Linked DNA regions of Mus musculus: all the other regions are linked to region 1. A link is a contact called in public Hi-C data. All regions are on one chromosome and are shown on one strand. Each heading gives the region's core, a stretch centred on a gene start, on an enhancer-like site or on the middle of the called end of the contact. The rest is flanking DNA. Distances are from core to core; before and after follow the strand shown. Region 1 has its middle 58 kb from the start of Tlr4. Region 2 has its middle 650 kb from the start of Tlr4. Region 3 has its middle 590 kb from the start of Gm23738.

Region 1 (4,370 bases), core at 1,413-3,912:
TTAGCTGACACCTCCTCCCTTACTGTTAGAAGTAGCTATATTGTATGGTAATTTTGTGTGCTGAAATGGATAAGCCACAATATTTTTCTCCCTCTGGTATCTGCTAATGGCTTAAAGGGTGCCTAGGAATGTATGGTTCTCGTGCATATTACCTTCCATGTTAAGAATGGGTAAATATTGAACACACACTGTACACTTTATATGAGTCATCTCCTTTAACATTCTCAAGGTCAACATGCCACTATCCCTACTTTCAGGATAGACAAACTAAGGTTTAGAGAAGCCTATGTGACCAAGAATTTCATCGAATGAGTGAAATTGGAGCTTGCAGCAGATGTCTTTCCAAAGGGACTATGAACTCTTTATCAACTTTGTGCCTGATTGACCTGGTTCCATCTTACTTAAATTCAGTGTTCATATCTAAAGAAGTATTTAACTCTCCTTTGATCTGAAAGAAAATGAAAGGCCAAATATTAATTCCAAACCAGGATTCTCAGCTTTAGTTTCTTCATCAATAAAATACATTAAGTTTATAACTACCTTGTAGGGGTGCCGCAAGAATTCAATTTTGTAATGCAGATAGATGTCATTGTTTTATAAAGCTTAACAGCTAGTACCAAAGTAAATTACTATTTTTATTCTTATTGCTGTTGTCTTCATGTAAACTAGGCTCACAAAGATTATTGGATTAGCAAAACCAGTTGTGACTGCCTACCTGGTGTCTTTGGAGAGGCCCCAACTTTAAAGGCAATCAATATATCCTTCTCTCCGAGAACACAAAGGAAACACTGAATAGATATTTATTGTCTTCCAGCAATAATTGATTAGAGGATGGGAGTTGTTTTGTCGATCTTCCATCACAGTCCTTGAATAAAAGGTTAGTAAATAATTATGGTAACAAAAAAATCATAACACATTCTCCCTCAAATCCCACCCACACAGTCTCTCCAGCATGCATGTCTTTGAAAATAGTCTTTACAAATATGAATATGTGGGAAAATGTTTCTTAGTCGCATCATAAGTAAGAAATAGAAAAAATCAAATAGAGATTACTACCTTGTCTCCCTATACTGGGGGACAATATATGGCATGAAAGAAGGGATAAGGCCACAGGTAGCTAAGGGGAGAGAGTAGAAAGAGACAACCCATGCCTGGAATGTCTAAGCCAGTGGAACATTTGAACAGTCCTTTCTGTCATCATGTAAGATTAAGAACACAAAGTAATTTCATCCAAATACTAAAGATATAAAGGAATGGGGAATTTGACTGGGAGTGTTTAGAAATAATGATTTCTGGAAATCAATTGTGACTTAAAATTTGAGTTCTGTCTTTGTAAAATAAAATGGAAAACGGGCACAATTTATGCTTACGTGAATGCGCATAGAAACAAAAAAAAATGCACACACACACACACACACACACACACACACACACACATACACACACACACACACACACCATCTCTTCTTCAGCACCACCATCTTCTGGTCATGGACCTTATGTTTTCCTCTCCAGATATGGAACGTAGATTCTTGCTTAGAAATTTCCTGATGAAGGATGGCTATCTAATCAGCATCACTCCCCTCTAGGACTGCTTCCCATAGTATTTTTAACACCTCATGCACATACCACAGGCACACTCAAAGCAAGGATTCTCCTGCACTCGTTCTTTCTCTTCTTGGAAGACTTATCATTTCTCAGCCTAACCTCTTTCTGTTCCACATAGTTTGTGTTTTGGAGCAATAGAACTATGATAGAAACTGAGGTGATCTCTTGCAAGAGGATGGGAACTGGACAGTGAGACACATACATGTATACAGCATCACAGGAGCTGACCCAATGTGCATAATACTCATGTACACATGATCAAATATGTGTATGTGTATAATCATGCTCATACATACAGAACACACAGAAGCATGAGTCAGAATCACACATGAGCATAATCCAAACACACATGCACACAGTAATTCTATATGTGCTTAATCTATACAGACATCCAGGCCCGCTTAATGACATATGATCATAGGCAAGATGCAACTATGCACACCCAGTCTCACATGCACATACTCAATGCACACATTACTGCACATAAAATAACACGTTTAGCATAACTACACACATAATGCATACATATACAATCTCTCGTTTGCCCAGACACAAAGGCTCCTCAAAAATTTTACAGTTGAGCAGAACACTGAGGAGGTGGCATGTATGGCTGGGCATTGGACTGGTGTCCCTTCCCACTCTTCACCTTTTCTTACAGGTGCACACAACAGCACCCAAACATTTATCCCTCCAACTAACACATTGGATAACAAGCTTCAAGCAACTGTTTCTTAAGCATAGACATAATCCAGACAGAAAGAAAACAGGGACACAGGAGGACAGAAACATAAACATCCTCTTACATGTTTAAAGTAAGTATAATTTAGAATGTTCATTGCTTCATCAGCTACACCTTGAGAAGAATTTTGAGTCAAGCAGAGCTACAGAATGACAGCACCTGTGTTTGATCTAAGGTTATCTGCTTGTGGCCCCTCAAGTAACTATGGCCTGTGGTCTGGAGAATCTTTACTTTCTGGTTCGCCTAAAGCATGCTTCATAAATACATTCTTCTCAACCCTTTTTGTGGCCCTGCATCTCCATCATGTGGGAAGAACTGGCACTGCACCCCACTTAAGCGTTCAGGAAAACTGAAGCTTAAACTGACAAGAGAGAACAGGACTTGACAGATCACGGATGGCATCTTCCCTGTTCCTAGTGATGGCACGGAGGACAAATATATTTAGGGGCTTTTATCACATATTTAATCCTTATAGCACCCTTTTGTAGAATGCTTCTATCTTCTATTTTAAGAAAGATACTGATGAAGAATCATGTCCTTTACCCAGATGCAGTTAACCTTTCTGACTTCCAAATCCCTTTCATTTTATTTATTTCACTTGTAGCACCTACTGAAATTATAAAATATGTGGAAATAATGCTCCTAGACTAACATATGGTACTTCTAAGTAGCAGTGAGTTTTTAAAATGTATTTTGAAGACAGCAAAAGCACAAAAAAATATTCACTATTTCCTTACCAAGTCTGATTTTCCTGCCTGAGTAACCTCTTCCCGGGTCTCCCATGTTTCATATCTATATCAGAACTATAGCTTTACCAATCCGAACTATGTGTCCTGGAGTAAAACACAGTCACTTTTGGGTTTTACCTAGTTGAATAAAGAGAATATTGTATTGCATCTAAGGTCTGATTAGCCCCCAACATGTGCTGAAAAACAGCGTCTCTCTAAGAATCCTCCAACCCTACATCACCAGATTCATTCTGCTTATAGACTGAGTAGCTACTGAGTTCTTAGCCTCTCTGACACACAAACAGCCATTGTTAAGACCATATAGCCCAGACAGTATAACCTACTCAAAGAGATCATTTCTGTAATATACACTCATTCCATCTTTTCAATTCTTCAGAGAATTCTAGTTAGTATTATTATGACTTGTTATGCTAGTGACTCTGGAGGTCCTGAGTAGTAAGATAGATCAGCGTTGCAATCATTCCCATTTACACTAAGATGCGTAACGTGAATATGCACTCAGTAAGTATGCAAGTCCATCATGATACGAAGTGTAAACAAAGCATGTTTTATTAAGAAAGTAGTATGGTCAGAGAATACATGTGCATTGAAAATACCCAGGAGTCAAATTATGAATCACATTTTGGTTTCTCTCAGGTAAACATGCTATAATTTGTTTAAACATGTAAATCAGGGGCTGGTGACGTTACCTAGGCTGTGGGTCACCTTTTAAGACAGAATTCCCAATGGAGGATGTTACATTAGCCAAGAGAAGACATATTTAAATAAACAAAATGGTAGCATTTGGAAGGGACAAAAGACAATATAGTGAAAACATTTCAAATCAGGCATGAACAGTAAGCAAGGCATAATGGATTGTCAGCAGTAGACCCCCTAGCCTGGCTTCAGAAGTCTCTCACAAACTATAATCTCAGCATCTGAAAATTCATCTTGCCACAGTGGCAAGATGTGAAAGCCTAAGCAGAATGCCCTTATGGTTGGTCACTTCCTATTATATAGTTCATTATAACAGAGACTAGTTTAACCCTGTTATAATTTTCACATTTTTCACAGATGCACACAATGAAAAAGTCCATGTCCTGGAAGGCCACTTTCTATGTACAATAATGGTTGAAACATGCTGTATGTGTGCAGTAAGTCATTCATTACAGTAACCACTGGTAATATCTTATACCCTTAGTAGCTCTAGACCTTCTACAATATGCTAGGATGTATCTACTCCCAATGGAGCCATTTGAATTATTATTACACTAGAAGTGTACAGTCAAGCAGAA
Region 2 (4,167 bases), core at 537-3,036, 710 kb before region 1:
GTATTGATGAAAACAAATTCATAGTTATAACTATTATTATTATAATTATCACATAGACACATTCATCTCTGTAATCAAGCTACTTACCACAATTGCTGAGAGCGCCACAATTCTGGAACAATATATTACTAAAGTCCTTGTTAAGTACATCTCAAATTTGTCCATTTCCATTTGGGCATTTTAGAAAATCTAAAATGTTCAAGTTATTACATGGAAGCATTCTGGCATAGTATTGAAGTGTGAGAGAGAAAATGTTGGCATTAATTATTGGGGGGAAATCAAGAGAGCAAGTTTTCCTGGAATCTTGCCCAGGTGCAAAGGCAGCTACAAAGGGCTGCACCATGGTGGCTGTATTGAAAGGTCAGCCTCTGCACTTAGAACCAGGTCCCTCATAGTTCATGCTTTAATTTAAACTAAAAAAAAAAAAATAATAGAAGTCTATTTTAAGTGATTACAGATTAAACAATTCACCTACCATCTGATTTTGTCTGTAAATTTGCTCAGCAAATCCTTTCTCCATAAAGGGAAGAAAAGAAATTTCCTAAGAAGCACTGATTCGAATGAGGACTTACAGAGCTGTGCTTAAAAGACTCTGGTATCCCCGTCCTTGCTAATTTCAGTTTACTTTGTGACCTTGAGCAATCATTTCTCTTCAGTGGACCTCGGGTTCTGCACTTGTGAAACATCAGGTTGGGACCTTCCCTTTAGTCCTGTGAAGAAGGAAGAGAAGCCTTGGTGTCAGCAGTGAACCTGCTAAAAGGCAAATTCTCAGGCTACTTCTAGACTTCCTGCTTCACAAACCCTGGGTGACAGACATCCAGCAATCTGCGTTTTAAAATCTTACAGGAGATTGCCATGGTAGAGCTGACAATCTACTGGACTAAAGAAATGAAAAGTTTCTAAGTCTCTGTCATCTTGGGGTCTTTGAATTAAAAACAAACAAACAACCAAAAAACCAAAAACAAACAAACAACCCAAAAGTACCCTCTGTTTTTTAATGGGAAGAAGAGCTGGCTTGGATAAGCTGTTTGAAAAAAAATCTTGGAGGAGAGAGTAGCCTCCCCTAACCAATGACTACAGATCCCATGGGGAGAGAGTCCTGGGAATGTGTACCCGGGCCACCTGGAAAGGAAGCAGGGACGATATGGAAGGATTCTCCCCTGGTGTTTAGAGATGGGAAAAGGCAGGTTGAAGGCAGATTGATAATGTCTTCATCTGGAACAGCTTGGCATACATCATGTTTACAAATAGAAGTGATGTGTGATTTTAGTATTAGAAATAGGGTTTTCCAATGATGTGAAAACTCCCATAAGCTATTGTCTGTACTGTATGTATGTATGTATGTATGTATGTATGTATGTATGTATGTATGTATGCATGCATGTATATACATATGTACGTACGTACGTATGTATGTATGTATGTACATATGTACGTATGTAGGTATGTACGTATGTACGTATGTACGTATGTACGTATGTACGTATGTACGCATGTACGTACGTACGTATGTATGTATGTATGTATGTATGTATGTATGTAACCTGTCTTTATAGATGAGGAAATGGATAAACCATGTGGTAGTAAAGTAAGACAAGGCCAAAGAAGAGAAAGTTCCACGGTCACCAAGGCCATGAGGCATTTTCTGTCTCAAGCACCCCTGGGGGCCCAGGATTTTTTTTCTCAAGAAAGGAGCCCCTTCTAACCCTAGTGGAGCCTGCTTAGACTCAGAAGCAGTAACGGTGGAAGCTGGAGGATTGGTGCTGGGCAAGAGGTAGAGGACAATAAGGAATTTTATCGCCATCTAGTGGCACTAGAGAAAAGGCACGCAGCGTCAGCACCAAAGCTGAGGAAGGCTAGCACTGAAGCATCTTGCTTAAAAGAAAGCTGTTAATCTGATTGAATTGCTATTCCCAGGGATTTAGGTACCAGGTCCCCTCCCCAAGCTCCTCATCAAGGCTAAGCACGAAGTGACTAGCCTTGATAGTAATGACACAATTTAGTGGACAGGAGGCTGCTATTGGCTCAAAGAATCTTGAACACATTAATTCATTTTAATTCAAATGAGCTCTACAATTTGCATGTGGAATAGCACTTCCCATCCACAAATTAATCCTCAGTGGGAAGGTCATTCAATGGATGCAAAACTGAAGAGCAGAGGACATGGCAAAGGGTCACAGAGAGCAAATGACAAGGAAAACACAGCAGTTTCCAAACTGATCTGTTCCTAATGCCACACCCGTGTTCTGCAGGAATTCTTATCGACAATCTGGGAAATACAGCGCACGAGACCCACAAGTCCATCCCTTCAGTGAGCACAACCTGAATCCTAGGATTTCACAGTTTTCAGATGCCAAGTTCCAACCCTCTCTGCTTTTCACCATGAGGGAATAACCAGGGAAATTGTTCTTTTCCTTAAGAGTTGTTCTATTTCCTTTAGAGTTTCCATACTAATCAGGCACTTAGGTCTCACGGAGGTGTTAGTTAGAAAAGAGGTCGGTACCATGATAGGAAGTGATGGGCTGGGACGGTTGCAAAAAACTGAACATACTTAAGTTTCACAAGTGAATATGGATAAGTTCGAGGTTTTCTGCTCTTATGTGAGACTTGTGGAACACAATGACAGAATGCCTTTTTTTTCATTTTGAGGCATCCAATGTGTTTTCCAACAATCTAAAAAAGCAAACTGTTACATTTTTACTCAATAGTTTTTTTTTTTTTTCATTGCACAGTCACAAGAGAGAGAAAAAGACAAAGGAAAAGCAAAAAACCTCTAACCATCAGGAAACTACAAGCCAGATAATTTGATACTTTCCAAGTCTTTTCTAACAGTCAGCCAGGACAACTGATGCCTCCATGAATGTGTGGAGAAGATACATGTCCTGGAGAAAGTGCAACATTCCTTAAGACCTATTTGAATAGTGATTTCCTATCTTCTTAGACCCCAAACACTTTAATTCTCTACCACACCACTCATTGTTCTTTGCTTTTTCCTTTTTACTTCATAGGCATAATATGCTTAAACTAATAACCATATTTAACCATCAGTTATTTATTATTCACTATTTCATTTGGAATATGGTCGAGAATACAGAAATATTGATTCTGATACTGTTCCAGTAGTGGACTTAGGGCAAAGCATAGAATCAGTAGAGACTTTATCCCTGCTAGCCTGGAGTCAATACAGGAGGATATCAGACTAAATGTGTTGTCAGTTCAGTTAAGGAAGAGATGAAACCAAAGTTTGGATGATAAAAGAGAGCCATTTACATGAACAGTGGTAGATGAGCACACTGGACAACCACATGAAAACAAGTACTGTTATATGACATCACACAAAATTTAAGATGGATTGTAAATCCAATACTTAAAAAGACTCTATAGAATGTATTTTTAATCTCATTCAATGAAACTCTTTAACCTGAACACTGAGTGCTCAAAATGTAATGAAAATTAAATTAAGCAAATTTATCTATGCTGAAATTGAGACAGGGCAATGAAAGACATTGGCACTGTAGAAAAGGATGAATCCTAGGGTTTAAGAAGACATTCAAAATAAGGCATTCACTTCAAGCATGAGTCAAAACCACTGTAGAACAATGCCAAAACCAGAAAGGCCAGCAGAAACAATGGGCAGAAGGAGATTAAAATCAAGGAAGGTAGGGAACACTCACAAAAATTAATACAAATAAAACCATTTTTGAGATCATCCCTTATTAAACTGATGCAAAACACATGACATATTGATACATGCACACCTATGTACATCATCCATTATGAAGATCCGGTACAGTATCCATCACTACTGATACACTGTAGATTACCAGAGACACTTCAGCATTGCTTTCTGGAACTCTTCATAAGCAACTGTCCCTATAAAACTGCAATTCTGTTGTCGATTTTGCATCCACAATGCAGATGTGAATAGTGACAGAGAGGTATAAGAATACTCTCAGGACTGCTATTAGCAGTAGCAGTTTTCAATGTCATCATTTCTATTAGAATTAGCAATAGTATTCATAATAGCCACAAATTATTGTTAAAAAGTTACACTCACAAAAGAGAAGAAGAAACCATTACTTGTGAAACATACATAATAAGAGATTTAGGAATGAAAAAAAATTATCAACATATTAAACAACCTGAAAAACTCCACAAGCAAAATAA
Region 3 (4,282 bases), core at 1,535-4,034, 820 kb before region 1:
CAAGGAGCTAAAGGGATCTGAAACCGGATAGGTGAAACAACATTATGAACTAACCAGTACCTTGGAGCTCTTGACTCTAGCTGCACATGTATCAAAAGATGACCTAGTCGGCCATCACTGGAAAGAGAGGCCCATTGGACTTGCAAACTTTATATACCCCAGTACAGGGGAACGCCAGGGCCAAAAAGTGGGAGTGGGTGGGTAGGGGATGGGGGGTAGGGTATGGGGGACTTTTGGGATAGCATTGGAAATGTAAATAAGGAAAATACCTAATAAAAATAGTAGTTTTTCCTATAAAAATCAAGAACATTTACTATAAATATATCACATGAAATGAGGGGGAAAAAAAGAAGAAAAAAAAAAGAAGTTTGAATTAGCAATTACACAATACTATCATGGCCACTGTAATTAAAATATCAATTTAGTATTCATATTATTTATTCACTTCCAAGAAATACACAAAATTTCCACACAAGTATACACATACACACACACACACACACATACATACACACACACACACCATTTTTTTTCCATTTTTTATTAGGTATTTAGCTCATTTACATTTCCAATGCTATACCAAAAGTCCCCCATACCCACCCACCCGCACTCCCCTACCCACCCACTCCCCCGTTTTGGCCCTGGCGTTCCCCTGTACTGGGGCATATAAAGTTTGCATGTCCAATGGGCCTCTCTTTCCAGTGATGGCCGACTAGGCCATCTTTTGATACATATGCAGCTAGAGTCAAGAGCTCTGGGGTACTGGTTAGTTCATAATGTTGTTCCCCCTATAGGGTTGCAGATCCCTTTAGCTCCTTGGGTACTTTCTCTAGCTCCTCCATTGGGAGCCCTGTGATCCATCCATTAGCTGACTGTGAGCATCCACTTCTGTGTTTGCTAGGCCCCAGCATAGTCTCACAAGAGACAGCTACATCTGGGTCCTTTCGATAAAATCTTGCTAGTGTATGCAATGGTGTCAGCGTTTAGATGCTGATTATGGGGTGGATCCCTGGATATGGCAGTCTCTACATGGTCCATCCTTTCATCTCAGCTCCAAACTTTGTCTCTGTAACTCCTCCAATGGGACACCATTTATCTTTGTCTATTTATTAATCTGTTTATTTCTTTTCAGAGGTGAGAGATCTTCATAAAGTCATTGCATGTAAGTAGGTAGAAAATATTCTTGAAGTCACTTTAATTATAATACAAGTGTACAATAATTGTTTCTAATGCTTGTTTTATGCATTTATTTTCAGAATGAAGTTTTTAAGAATATAATTTGTTATGCCTGATATTGTTTCTGTTAAGTCTGTAAAGTGATGTGCTTTAGAAATTTGTATGTGAATACCTTTTTCCACCTGTGAATTTTTCAAGAAATTCTTGAAAAAAAATCCATATTCTTGTTTTAGTTCATAGATCTCTGTTTTGGCCATGTGGGTTGACTTTGATGATAGCAGTCTCAAGGGTCATAGAAAAGAAAGCATTGTCCATGTCTGGCATTTAAACTCTCAGTAGAAAATAACTTTGTATTGTTGAGGCCACTGCCAGCGTCCATCTACTCTGTGCTTATAGCCGAGATGTGGTACTGCTACTTTCTCTTTAGCCCTCACTTCTTGTATAATAGGCAGTGAAAGCAAGATCACTCACATGGTATTGGTGCCCAGTCTCCTCCCTTAGTGCTCAAGGCCTCTGAAGTTAGGCCCTTAGTAAGTTTTCAGTTTCAGGATAATAAAATATAGAATGGGTCTCCAAACTTTCTTCTGTCAGATACATCAGAGTAGACCTCCTTGAATTTTTTTATCTGGTTCCAAAATAAATAAATAAATAAATAAATAAATAAATAAATAAATAAATAAAGCAAGCTCACATTTAGTTTCCCATGTTCTCTAGTAAGTGCTGAATGCAGTATGATCGCCTAGATTAAGGTTGACACGGGCATATGAGAAATTAATTTAGTTGTCACAATTTTATAATACCTCTTGCTTAAGAATTTCATTGGGAAATTTCAGTAATATTTCAAATTAAACCTGAAGGTTCACAATCTTTCTCATCTGATTTTGCCTAATGTCCTTTTATCTTTTCTGGATTCCCTTCTCTCACTCTCCCTCCTATTTGTGGATCCCTACATTCATAAACAAATCTCTCTTTTACCTGTTCATTGTCTTGTCTTCTATACAATACTCTCTTCCATCAGATAATTTGCTGTGGTCAGACAGCCATCTTCTCATTTTGTCATTGGGCTTTTTACTTCAAACTTGAAAACTAATTTTGGATAGCTTTGAACCGCATTGTATCTTAATATCTTTGCCAAATACATAATTAAATGTACTTACATAGGTTGTGTATGCTTTCCTGCCTCCATTGGATTGTAAATCCCTCCAGAGATTGGATAGTGATGTATATGATATCTACCCAGATACACATTCATAACATAGTTAGGAACATATTGGATACTCACATATTCATCTGATTTGTATGTAAAATGGCACAGTGTTTACACCTTGGAAGTTGCGACACACAGAACCTAATGCTACCAGTGATTCTGTGAGGGTGATAAACTTAGGTGACGATGACTTCAAATACTAATCACACTACATCAATATTATTGTGACTTCCTTGATTTCCATCCTTAACTTGTTGTCCTAAGTCCCCATAGTTTCTACTCACTACTGTCAAAATGTCCAGGAATGCAGGGGCAGATTCAGAAATGTTGTGAAATGCAGCCACACCGTGTTTAACAAACAACATAACAAAGGCATCTGTCACAACGCATCGCCTTCTGTTCCTGGGAGACTTCTGCCAGCACAGTGGCATGCTCACTGCCTTTTCTCTTCCTCTCTGCTCATTCTCTCTAATTAAACGTGGCATTCTCTTTCCATCACACCATGAAAAGGGCCCTCATTTTGGCAGGGAAATGGGGGAAGATTGGCTAGGGAATAAATCATGCCACAAGCAATGTTTCCTCCTCAGATAGAGAATTTGGGCCAGGTCACCTCTATGAATTGATTTACAGGGATTGAAAAAAATCCACATAAGCCCCTCTGAGTGACAGGCAAGCAAAAATAAAATAAGGAAAGAAAACATCTCTATTTTTGCACTCTGGTCATTAAAGCCTTAAATCCTTAGAGCTATGTGCTATAACCTCATCCATGCAATTCTTACTTCCCTTTACATCTACATTTTGTTCTTCAGTTTTTTTTTTTTCAGAAACAGAGCTAATTCTAATACTGTGTTTTATGGCTTCTTTACGCCCCAAGTTTATGTGGCTTCACCCCTTGGAATATAAACTCAAGTGTAATCACATTGACAATAGCAGCTTCTTAGAGTCTGTGCTTATGGTGCAGGGGGAACTGTGCCAAATGGTTTTAAGCATGTATCTCATGTAATGTTCACAGTGATCTTTGAAGGATATGGTATTTTTCCCATCTGTGATAAAGAAAATAAATAGTTTTTAAAAGATGGGAAATAAAGTCAGATTAAAATAGATTGCATGTCTTGTGTCTGGTGATAGGGATGAGACTTACGGATCTTGTTATAAACATGCAAACAAACAAGCATGTAATTACTCGTCAGTCCTCCTTTACCTATACATTTTCTGTGCTGCATGGTAAATTGCTGAAGCCTGAAACTTCTTACTTTAGAAAATCAGCTTGGCTTTCTATATGCAGAATTTTTTTCCTCTTGATTGTTGTCCTCAGTTTTCTTTTCTGAAAACTCAGATAAGCTCACTGCACCCAGAGAAGAACACCATCCTTCAGACATCTGTCCTTGCTGTCTGACAGTGTAATGATTTTTCAGCTGGCAAACTGTTATCCTTAAGATGTGCACTGCATTAAGGTAAAGATAATAACATCAAAATCGACTTGCAAGTTCAAATTACTTTGTGTTTTTAAGTGTTTATTTATTATTTTGTCTGCAAGAAAGTCTTGTCTGAATGTTTATATACATATCACATGGGTGCTTGCTGTCTCTGGAGGTAAGAAGAGGGTGTAAGATCCTCTGAACTAGAATTACATTAGGATGTAGGACACACGGTGGGTACTGGAAACAAATTCCAGTCCTTGCTGAAAGAAACAATTAGTCCTTACTAGAGATCCAGCTCTCTAAACCCTTACATTACTAGTGGCATTTAAAATATACTGATACATACACTTTATCTCATCATACTCAGTGACTGCATAGTATTTCCCTCCCTTCCCACAAATGCAGAGTCACTTACATATCACCAGAAATGTAGAAGGCTTAACGCTTCTGACAATGATCTTTAAACTTTGCTTTGCTA

What was found. Hi-C and Micro-C count contacts between places; a contact is called where the count stands out from the background.
Region 2: a Hi-C map of cerebellum shows a contact between it and region 1, with 3 times the contacts expected there. The contact joins two enhancer-like sites. A contact is called at or near these places in 2 of 15 datasets of contacts at CTCF or cohesin (large pre-B cells and pro-B cells), 18 of 484 Hi-C or Micro-C datasets (the HPC-5 cell line, the NIH/3T3 cell line, adipose-derived mesenchymal stem cells and 10 more) and 1 of 115 datasets of contacts at active chromatin or transcription factors (fibro-adipogenic progenitors).
Region 3: a Hi-C map of cerebellar granule neurons shows a contact between it and region 1, with 4 times the contacts expected there. The contact joins two enhancer-like sites. A contact is called at or near these places in 1 of 15 datasets of contacts at CTCF or cohesin (pro-B cells) and 3 of 484 Hi-C or Micro-C datasets (cerebellar granule neurons and cerebellum).

The regions. Positions count from the first base shown.
Region 1 is chr4:66,767,208-66,771,577 of GRCm38.p6, reverse strand. No RefSeq gene overlaps it. Among named protein-coding and RNA genes, the nearest start is that of Tlr4, 58 kb to the left of the region's middle. Within about 2 kb of position 2,662, at least 26 of the 459 cell types and tissues checked have an H3K27ac peak or open chromatin away from gene starts, as enhancers often do. A contact at or near this core is called in cerebellar granule neurons and cerebellum, where this site is marked.
Region 2 is chr4:67,475,225-67,479,391 of GRCm38.p6, reverse strand. No RefSeq gene overlaps it. Among named protein-coding and RNA genes, the nearest start is that of Tlr4, 650 kb to the right of the region's middle. Within about 2 kb of position 1,786, at least 3 of the 459 cell types and tissues checked have an H3K27ac peak or open chromatin away from gene starts, as enhancers often do. A contact at or near this core is called in cerebellar granule neurons and cerebellum, where this site is marked.
Region 3 is chr4:67,588,728-67,593,009 of GRCm38.p6, reverse strand. No RefSeq gene overlaps it. Among named protein-coding and RNA genes, the nearest start is that of Gm23738, 590 kb to the left of the region's middle. Within about 2 kb of position 2,784, at least 9 of the 459 cell types and tissues checked have an H3K27ac peak or open chromatin away from gene starts, as enhancers often do. A contact at or near this core is called in cerebellar granule neurons and cerebellum, where this site is marked.